2 separate regions of the Mus musculus genome follow, and region 2 is linked to region 1. Evidence: chromatin contacts called from public HiChIP or PLAC-seq data. All regions are on one chromosome and are shown on one strand. Each heading gives the region's core, a stretch centred on a gene start, on an enhancer-like site or on the middle of the called end of the contact. The rest is flanking DNA. Distances are from core to core; before and after follow the strand shown.

Evidence for each region. HiChIP or PLAC-seq counts read pairs in DNA pulled down with a chosen protein or histone mark.
Region 2: a contact with region 1 is called in an H3K4me3 HiChIP or PLAC-seq map of bone marrow-derived macrophages, with 4 times the contacts expected there. The contact joins the enhancer-like site here to the promoter of St3gal1 in region 1. A contact is called at or near these places in 1 of 39 promoter capture datasets (hippocampal neurons) and 6 of 115 datasets of contacts at active chromatin or transcription factors (the NIH/3T3 cell line, bone marrow-derived macrophages, differentiating embryonic stem cells and 3 more).

What each region holds. Positions count from the first base shown.
Region 1 is chr15:67,174,776-67,179,868 of GRCm38.p6, reverse strand. It overlaps St3gal1 (ST3 beta-galactoside alpha-2,3-sialyltransferase 1), which reads left to right and starts at 2,987. Exons shown (of 9, transcript NM_009177.4): 1 at 2,987-3,237.
Region 2 is chr15:68,314,193-68,319,006 of GRCm38.p6, reverse strand. No RefSeq gene overlaps it. Among named protein-coding and RNA genes, the nearest start is that of Mir30b, 21 kb to the left of the region's middle. Within about 2 kb of position 1,861, at least 3 of the 459 cell types and tissues checked have an H3K27ac peak or open chromatin away from gene starts, as enhancers often do. A contact at or near this core is called in bone marrow-derived macrophages, where this site is marked.

The DNA.
Region 1 (5,093 bases), core at 1,738-4,237:
CAGGAATTCTTCATAGCCCTGAGACCCAAGAAAGCACCATCCATAACCCAGAATAGCAGGTGTTGGCTCCTTTCCAAGACTCCAACAAGCCCCATCACCCTCCCCTTTTCTACAATTGCCCAGTGGGGTTGGAACCCATTACTACTTTTCCACTCTCTTGTGCCAACAAAGGGGGAAGGAAAAAGAGAAAATCAATTTCCTCAGCCATCAGTAAGATAGCTTTGCTGTGCTCTGAACTCATGGGGAGGCAGCAGTGTGCACTAAATCCATGTCAGGGCTCCCCAGGAGACCCGCTGTGCAGGCACTCCCAGTAATGACTACTTCCAGTTGTTTCCCAGCAGGGCATGTTGGGAGACATGATCAGGGTGACAAAAAGAAATGCATACATCCTTCCCTGACGTTCAGCCTGTTTCCCTTGCCTCTGAATATGGTCCAGTGTGTCAAAAGTGCTGCTTGCATGGAATGTCACTGAATGAATGAATGCATGAATGAATGAATGAATAAATAAATAAATAAATAAATAAATAGCAGAAGGGAAGGCAGGGAAGGATATGGAGACCTGCCCTGTTAAACCTAGAAAGGAATGTGTTTTGTTAACAGGCAGGGAGTAGGTGGATTTTTAAAAGTTCCACCTACATTTTCTTACTAGAAGTAGGTTCATTTTATGTAGGGAAGGTGACGGTTTATATACACTCATCAGAGCTCACCAGAGTCCTTTTCAGAGTCATCCAGAGACCCCACTAAGACTCTGGGGTGGACACAGAGCTGGTGTGGGCTCTCAGCAATATAAGTGTAACCAGCTGGATGACCTGGGGCTATTCATTTGCCTAATCTAACCTTCCCTCTACAGAATCCATTAGATTATAATAGCAGCCTTCCATTCATATAGTATTTTTCCATCTCCCTAAGTGATTCCCTATGCACTCTGCCTCCTTGCCAGAACACTACAATTAATTCATCCAGCACTCCCTTACTAGCTTCTGGACTACAGGGAGAGGACTCCAGTCAGCGGGAAGCAAGGCACAGTGTTCCTCAGCTACAGTAAGCCTCATCAAATCAAGAGGCACATGGGCAGCAGATACAGGCTTGCAAACCACAGGGCTCTTTTCTTTAACCCTGAGGTCCAGTTAGGTGACCATTTAACTTGTATTCTACTGAAAGTCACCACAGTGTGAGTATGTTCCTGCTCCAAACTGTATCTGTGGGGACCAAGGATCTAAGTGGCTCACACTAGATAGGGCTGCAAGATGTTGTGCTAGGGAGGACAGTAGCCGATGGGGATGGGATCTCTGCCTTCCTCTCACATACACACAAAAGAATGCCAGGCGCTGCAGTTTGAACAGCTTCTCAGAGAGAACACAGCTCATAGAGATGCGCCCAGTGACAAGGACCTCACCTCGTTTCTAGCATGGAAACCCAAACCAACCTAGAACAGCAGAGAAAACTACTCAGCACAGGTCATAGAACACCTTGGAGACCCCCTCCTCTCATATCCTGGTGAGGGACAGCCCAGTGGCAGATCAGACCCCAGTGAGGTTTAACTGGAAGAGTCTTGGCAATACTTCTCCCTTACCCCGCACACACAAATTATAACTTAGAGGTTTCTGTTCTTTTCCTTCCTTTTCTGGTAGTTTGTTGTTTCTTTGTCCTCCACTTCTTCCCTTTTAACAATTTCTCTTCTACTTCCTCGGAACTTACACAGTGTACCAACCCTATCTAGGCAGTCCAGAAGCAGAGTTGAAACCCACTCCTTCCTCCTTCCACAAGCTGGCTTGGATTGAGTGAGCTCTTAGATGCCAAGGGCAGTTTCAAGAGCCCTGTATCCACTTGCTCAGTACAACAACCCAAGCAAACGAACGCTGGGACCAGGGCCCTTTGCAAGGGAGTACGTGGAAACACAAACCTAGGAAACAGTGGATATGGCCCAAAGAGCCCAAGATCACACCGTAATGGAGAAGTGCCGCAAATTCGCCCCAACATTACAGCCTCATTCTAGTGAGTAAACAGCCAGGCAGCTCTGGCCTCCCCCACTGCAAAGGCTTGTCCCCAGAAGTCTCCAGAACTGAAAACGGAGAGACTCCTGCGCACACCGTCTTTCCTCTTAACATTCCACGGAAAAGTTGTAGATGAGATAGTTCCAGTGAGAGGATACCCACTGACAAACCAGATCTTAGAAATGCCTTTTAAATCCACCATTTATGATCTACGACCCACACACGTTAAATTCCGTACCCTCACTTCCCTATTAAAACAGAAAAACTTCTACCCTAACCTAAACCAAATCCCCATCCCCAGGCTGCCTTGGGGACCTTTCTAACTCTGATTCCCACTATCAGCCTTTGCTTAGCGCTGGTCTGCGAAGCTGTCTATCCATCCGCAAAGGAAAGGCCCTCGGCGGAGTAGACGGGAAGGGCGGGGATGTGGATGCTTATAGTGACCTGCTCTGCGGCTCCCAGTCCTGGCTGCACAGACACCGCAATCCCTAACCCCGCGGTGCCCCTCCCCAAGCCTACCTAAATCCCACCTCGAGTCCCACGCCCTCAGAAAAAGCGGTGGCTTTGCCTGATCGCCCTCTCTCTCCACTGCGACCCTGAATGGGGCTCTTCTGGGCACCGCCAGCCACATCCTCTCGGTGCACGCCCAACGCCTCGTCCCTCGGGTTGACCCCACGGGCTTCGAGCCTCTCGGGAGTTCTTCCCTAGCCTCGCCAGCTGTTCCCGCAGATCCCTCTCTTGAGGCAGTGATATTGTTCCCGCGCTGCCTCCTCCGGCGTCTCTCAGACGGGTCCGGCCTCCACCCAGCCCGCTGCTGTCCACGTGGCTTGGCTGAGCTATATTGAGCTTGCAGGAAGCCCCAAGCTAGAGGAAAGCCGAGCTGAGGCCGGCAGGAGGGGCGGAGGGGGGCGCCCGAGCGCCAAGGGGCGGGCGCTGGGCGGAGGAAGGGGAGGAACCTAGAGCCGAAGAGCCGTGCTGGGCGCGCCGGAGTCACGGCTGGGACCGGGCGGGCGAAAGCGACTCCTCCCCGGACGCCCCGCCTCTCACTCCCGTTACACCCGGGGGAAGGTGTTCCAGAGGCGGCTCCCATCCTCACCCCGCCTCCCTTTTCTCCGGCGCTAACCTCTGCCGGCGGAGCCCACTATGCCAGACACTTTCGACACTTTGCAAAGACAAAGAGCCCTAAACCGGAGGGAGGAGAGAGGAGGAGGCAGAGAAGGAGCGTGAGGTTTGAGCTGGCTGGGTAAGTATCCTGAACACATCTCCTTAGATACCTCTCTGAACCTCTTCAGTGCCCCCAAAGTCCGGAGTGTCTCTGGCTTTGGTAAGTACGCACCCAGCTGGTCCCTGTCCCGGTGCCCCAGGGACGGCGCCCCCTCGCGAGTTGGGGCTGGAGAAATGTTGCTTGTGTTCTCTGAGTACTGAGGTGATCGTCCCGACCCGGGCACAGAAGGGGTGGGAAAGGGACTAGAAAGGTGTAACAGTAGAAATGGGACCAAAGACCCTAGGCGCCAAGAGGGAGACACAAGGAGAGAGATCTCTGTCTCCGCCACGGTGGTCTTCTACCTGCGGGTCAGGGAGGAGACTCCAGCTCTGGGGCTCCAGGCTCTTTGGCACTTACTGGAGGAGCCTGCCGGAGCTCAGTGAAGAGCCTATGGCAGTTGTAGCAGTGGCTCCCGGAGCGGCCGTGGTGACATTGCGCCCAGCACCGCAGTGGATCCCCGCCCGGGCCGCGGGTAGGAGACTCCATCAGGCGCAGATTGTCCCCACTCTCTAGAGAAGCGGAGGTCTCGGGCTGGGACACTGGGGACGCTTGGAAAGCGTTGGTTTTCCAGACCAGAGGTCTGGACAGTGTCCGGATGGAGTCTCCCGATCAGCTGTGGGCAGGCGCGGACCCGGGAGGAGGCTGTTGGTCCCCGGGACACCTCTAATACCGCCCCGTTTCGGATCTCGGGGAGAAGTTGGAGCTTAGGACAGCACAGCAAAAAGCGGTGTGTCAGAAAGTGGGTAGATGAGGGTGGTCAAAGTGAGCGTGGCGGTGGAAAGTCTAAACTTGGAATCTGCTCCAAACCCGTTAGGCGCCGCAGCTGCCAAGAAATAATGGGACAAAAGTTAGCAAAGTCTGCATCTCTGTAGTGTGACCTGCGCAGGGCATGGTCTGCTGCTTTGATATGTGCACGGGGTGGGCAATGGTGACACCGGACAAAGCGACTTGGTTGGAGTACTATTAGCTCGGGATTCGGACCTTTGCGCAAGCAACTTTCAGCCCTCGTTTTTCTACGCGTGGGTGTTTGAGTGTGACCTTGCGGGAGGCAGCGCGGCTGAACTCGAGAAGGGGATTAAGTCTCCCGGTGCCTGCCTCGTAGTACAGGTAAAGCGTGGGGCCCTTCGCCTTGCTTCACCGTGGAGTCTCAGAAAAGGTGCCCGAACCTCCATCCATCTGCTGGAACCTGGAGTTTCTCCAGCCTTTTGCACAAGGGTCCTAGCCAGCTTCTTCCTCCAGCAGGAATTGGTGGCGCGCTCCATGAGAGACATGTGCGCGCCCAAAAGCGTGCGAGTGGGTGGGAGTTGGGATGGTCAAGCCATCTCGGAAGCTGATTGACTCCCGGAGACACTAGTGACCCTCCCCCACCCCCCACCCCCCAGGACAGGAACAAGCTCGCACAGTTGCTACATCAGGCATTTGCCAGACTTTCTCTGTGTTTAATGGGTAAAGCCTGTCCTCTCCCAGTTTACCACTGTCTCGGGTCCCCACGCTTCCATGGACTTGTGGTGAGATGGAGCGCCCACGCCTTCCTGCTGCAGGTGAGGGGCGCTCCCCAGCAGAAAGACTGCTAGGATCAGGGGACGATCTCTGCCACCGCTTCTGACTTGTAGTTGATGCTAACACTGTGCGCACTAAAAGGGCCTCTAGAAGGCGTCCCGAGTCCGGACGCCCCTTGTCCCTTTCCACGATTGCTACTAAATTAAAATTCATCCAGTGACTTCCAGGAGAGCGCTGAGCACCCACCCTGCTAAACCAGAGTGTGCAGTTCTGGAAACTGCGGGCGGTGTCCCTAGGTTTTCTTTCTTGGATGATGGCCCAGAGCGCCCCCAGGT
Region 2 (4,814 bases), core at 612-3,111, 1.1 Mb before region 1:
TTATTTGTTAAACTGCAAAAAATAAATGGTTTTATGAAGGCCAAACAAAAGACTAATGGAGAAGGCTTTAATAATTAATTTTAAAGAGACTTACAGAAGACAGCTCAGCTATGAAGTTTTAGAAACATTTTTTTTTCCAGACAGGGTTTCTCAGTATAGCCCTGGCTGTCCTGGAACTCACTCTGTAGACCAGGTTGGCTTTGAACTCAGAAATCCACCTGCCTCTGCCTCCCAAGTGCTGGGATTAAAGGTGTGTACCACCACTGCCCAGCTGGAAACATTTATGTTATGAGTAGAAGATGTAGCCTGTTGGGTTGTTTGGGGATCCACTGAGGATGGTGTAAGGGCAACCTCACTACTCTTGTCCACTGTTGCTCTTTTAAATAGATCACCATATGTTTGAAAAGAGAGTGCTATTCATTTGAGAGCTACAAGATATGAGAGTCAACTAAGAGGTTACCATGTTATTTATTGCATAACACACTTTTCGAAATCACTCTTAAACAATGTTTAGTTTCTGTTTCCCCTCATTAGCACATTATTGTTCCCAAATACTGATTACAGACCAATGTCAAAAATGCTGCTGGGTCTGTACATTTTCCTTTCTTTAGGTAATTCTATTGATGGGTCTTAGTGAATCCCCACAAAAAAAGTAGGGACACAAAATTTAAAACCCTAACAATTCCTCTACAAAAGAGAAAACAGAACTTGTATTTATTGAATACCTACTATATCCAAAACACCATTATTCGCTTTTTTCATAAAGTGGCTTAGGAAATCTTCATAATTACCATTTTATAGAGGAAGTCTTGAGAGGTTAAGCAGTCTTCCCACCCACACAACATGTGGCACTGCTAAGGATCATTCCAGGTACATGTGACTTTAAGCCTCCGTTCTTTCAATAATATTACTAAGTTTCAAAGACCATATTGTGAGAAATCTTGCTGACAAAGCTAAGTCTATCACAAGATGCAAAGAGAAGCACTCTAAGATGTTAATTTCCTCTCTAGCTTCCTTGTTCATTCTCCCTTGGAGGCAATAAGGAAAATTCTATCCCCTGCTGACCCCTCCATTGTTGTATTCAATGCCCAGAATTATGTCAATTAAATAAGATCATTTGCATTGGTATAGGAATTTCAGACTTCACAAAGAATTTGCAACATTGTGTTTCTTCTCCATTTGATTAAAATTAAAATCCATTTAGGTTAGTGACTTACCCAAAGTCACATAGCTAATTAATAGGAAAGGACTTTCAACTAAATCTAGAATCTGCTGACCACACATACCCAGTGTATCGACAAGTGAGAATGTGGGCTTTGTTTGCTAAGGATGGGAAAGGATTTCATCCTTTCATATGCTGCTGCTTTTCTTCTCATGAGTAAAGCTCATCTCTCCAAGGCATAAAATGTATAAGGTGTTCACAGTCATCTCCATATCCTCTGGTAATTATCTGAATGTGAAGATGTCAATCTTCACCTTGAACTATTCCACAAATGAGCACTGGGGTGGGGGGGGGAGTATAAGAAAGTGGTTAGAGCACCATTATTCATTCTCAATTATATGAAGGCTGGCCTCAGCACAGTATAGGAAGGCAGATTAGAAATCCAGCCGAGATGGGGGTGGAGGTTCATCAGCTACCTAGGCTCAGCTGTTTTCTAGAAGATTCCAGAGTAGGAAGGAAAAAATGTAGCAGTATATAAGTATTTTTTTCTTATTTTACTCTACAAACTTTGAGCAGAAAGAAGGGTGACTTTCAGATGATTTGCCCATACTCAACCAGATGAAATGGGAAAGCAGGAAGAACATCTGATTTGGTTGCACAAGCTGCAATCAGACTGTCTACATGTTTGAGTTTCATTTTTCATCTAAATCTGTCACTGTAGAACCACAGCACCCTGTTCAGTGATTTAAAACAGGATAGGAGGGCAGAGGAACTTGATTCTGAGTAAGAACATGGGAAACATGAAGTATCAGCAGCAAAGAGAGAAGGCTTGCTGAAACATTTGACATTACCACTCATGAAAATACATTTAAGCATATGGCTTTCAGTGTTGGAGCTTTTGCTATTTCAAGTAGTGCTGAAAATGGCAGAGACAGTTGAATCTTAAAACCTAGCATCCATCATCTTTCTTCCAGATTATTGATTCTTTCCTGTCTGTATGTTGCCTTTAATATGAACATGTGTTCTTGGTGTACAGGACTTTTCTGAATGTAAAGAGTCATTCCATAATCTAATTATTTTTCCACATTTATAAGCATTGGAGAAAATAGTCACAGGTTGTTTTTTTTTTTTTTTCCTCTTGAGTACTCAAATACTTCGTCATTTGGATCAATCTTCCCATTTAGAAAGAAAAAAAATGGATGGGAAATATTCTGTGGTATCTAATGAAAGGTGGAAATTGAGGACGGTAGTAAGCTCAGCAATTGCTGGTGCCTCTTCTGTCTTGGTAGTATTTGCAAAGCTAAAGATAACTGTCACTTCTTTTTTTTAAATTTAATTTAATTTTTAAAATTGTTTTATTTATTTACAATCCTAACCCTAACTTTTTCGTAGGAGTCCCCAACCTCAGTGCAATGGTTGGCTGTGAGTATCTGCATCTGTCTCAGCCAAGTGCTGGTAGAGCTTCTCAGAGGACAGTCATGCTAGGTTCCTGTCTGCAGGCCAAACATGGCATAAGTAATACTATCAAGATTTGCCTGCCCATTGGACTGTTCCCAAGTTGGATTGGTCACTGGATGGCCTTTCCTTTCATCTCTGCTCCATTTTTGTCCCTGCATTTCTTTTAGACAGGATCTATTCTGGGTCAAAAATTTTAAAGGTAGGTTGGTGACCCCATCCCTCCACTGGGGCCCTGTCTGTCTACTGGAAGTGGTCTCTTCTGGTTCCATCTCCCCACTGTTGGGCATTTCGGCTAAGGTCATCCCCATTAACTTCTTGGAGCCTCTGCCATTCCAGGTCTCTGGGACTTTCTAGAGATACACACACACACTTCCTACAGCTGCATGTTCCTATTTATTCTCCTGGACCTCTGATCTTCTTCCTGTCTCCACCCATATCTGATCCTGCACCCTATTCTCCCCTCCCCTCTCCCACCAAGGTCCCTCTTCCCTTTTCCCTCCCTCCTGATTATTTTGTTCCTGCTTGTAAGTGGGATTGAAGCATCCTCACTTGGGCCTACCTTCTTGTTAAACTTCTTACTGTCTGTGGGTTATATCATGGGTATACTCTACTTTTTGGCTAATATCTACTTATCAGTGAGTACATACCATGCATGTTGTTTTGGGTCTGGGTTGCCTCACACATGATCATATCTTCTAGTTCCATCCATTTTCCTGAAAAGTTCATGATGTCCTTGTTTTTAATAGCTGGATAGTATTCTATTGTATAAACAGAATACTAATTTTTGTATCCATTCTTGGGTTGAGAGACATCTGGGTTGTTTTCAGCTTCTGACTATCACAGATAAAGCCACTATGAGCATAGTGGAACATGTTCCTCTATGGTATGGTCGGGCATCTTTTGGGTATATACGCAATAGTGGTATCTTCAGGATAGAGTCTTCAGGCAGATCTATTTCCAACTTTCTGAGGAACCTCCAGATTGATTTCCAGAGTGGTTGTACCAGTTTGCAATCCCACTACTAATGGAGGAGTATTCCTTTTCCTCCACATCTTTGACAACATGTGCTGTCACCTGAGCTTTTGATCTTAGCCATTATGATTGGTGTAAGGTGGAATCTCAGGGTTATTTTGATTTACATTTCCCTGATGACTAAGGATGTTGAACCTTTCTTTAAGTGCTTCTTGGCCATTCAAGATTCCTCTGTTGAGAATTCTCCAATTCGTTCTGTTTAGATACGTGCATTGAATCCCTGACCTTTCCAAGACTTTTAACATCAAAGGGTGTTGGATTTTGTCAAAGATCTTTTCAGCATCTGAGATGATCGTGTGTTTTTTGTCTTCAGTTTGTTTATCTAGTGGATTACATCAATGGATTTTTGTATATTGGACCATCCCTGCATCTCTAGGATGAAGCCTACTTGATCATGGTATGTTTTGATGTGTTCTTGGATTTGGTTTACCAGATTTTCATTAAGCATTTTTTTTTGTGTGTGTGTCAATGTTCATTAGCAAAGTTGGTCTGAAATTCTCTTTCATTCTTGAGTATTTGTGTGGTTTAGGTATCAGGGTGACTGTGGCCTCACAGAATGAGTTTGGTGATATTCCTTTTGTGTCTATTTTGTGGAATTATTTGTGGAGTATTGGTATTAGCTCTTCTTTGAAAGTCTAGTAGAAATCTGAACTAAAACTATTGAGCCCTGGGCTTTTTTTTTTTTTTTTTTTTTTTTTTTTTTTTTTTTTTTTTTTTTTGGTTGGGAGACTTTTAATGATTGATTCTATTTCCTTAGGGGTTATGGGGCTATTTAAATAGTTTACCTGATCTTGATACCTGATATGGTAAGTGGTATCTGTCTAGAAAATTATCTATTTTGTTAGCATTTTCCAGTTTTGTGGAGTACAGGCTTTTGAGGTAAGACCAAATGATGTTTTGAATTTCCTCAGTTTCTGTTGTCATGTCTCCCTTTTCTCTTCTGATTTTGCTAATTTGGATATTTATTGTATCTGTGCCTTTCAGTTAGGCTAAGGGTTTGTCTATCTTGTTGATTTTCTCAAAGAACCAGTTCTTGGTTGTGTTGATTCTTTGTGTTCCCTTTGTTTCTAATTGATTGATTTTAGCCCTGAGTTTGACTATTTTCATCAGTCTACTTCTCTTGGGTGTGGTTGCTTCTTTGTGATTTAGAGCTTTCAGGTGT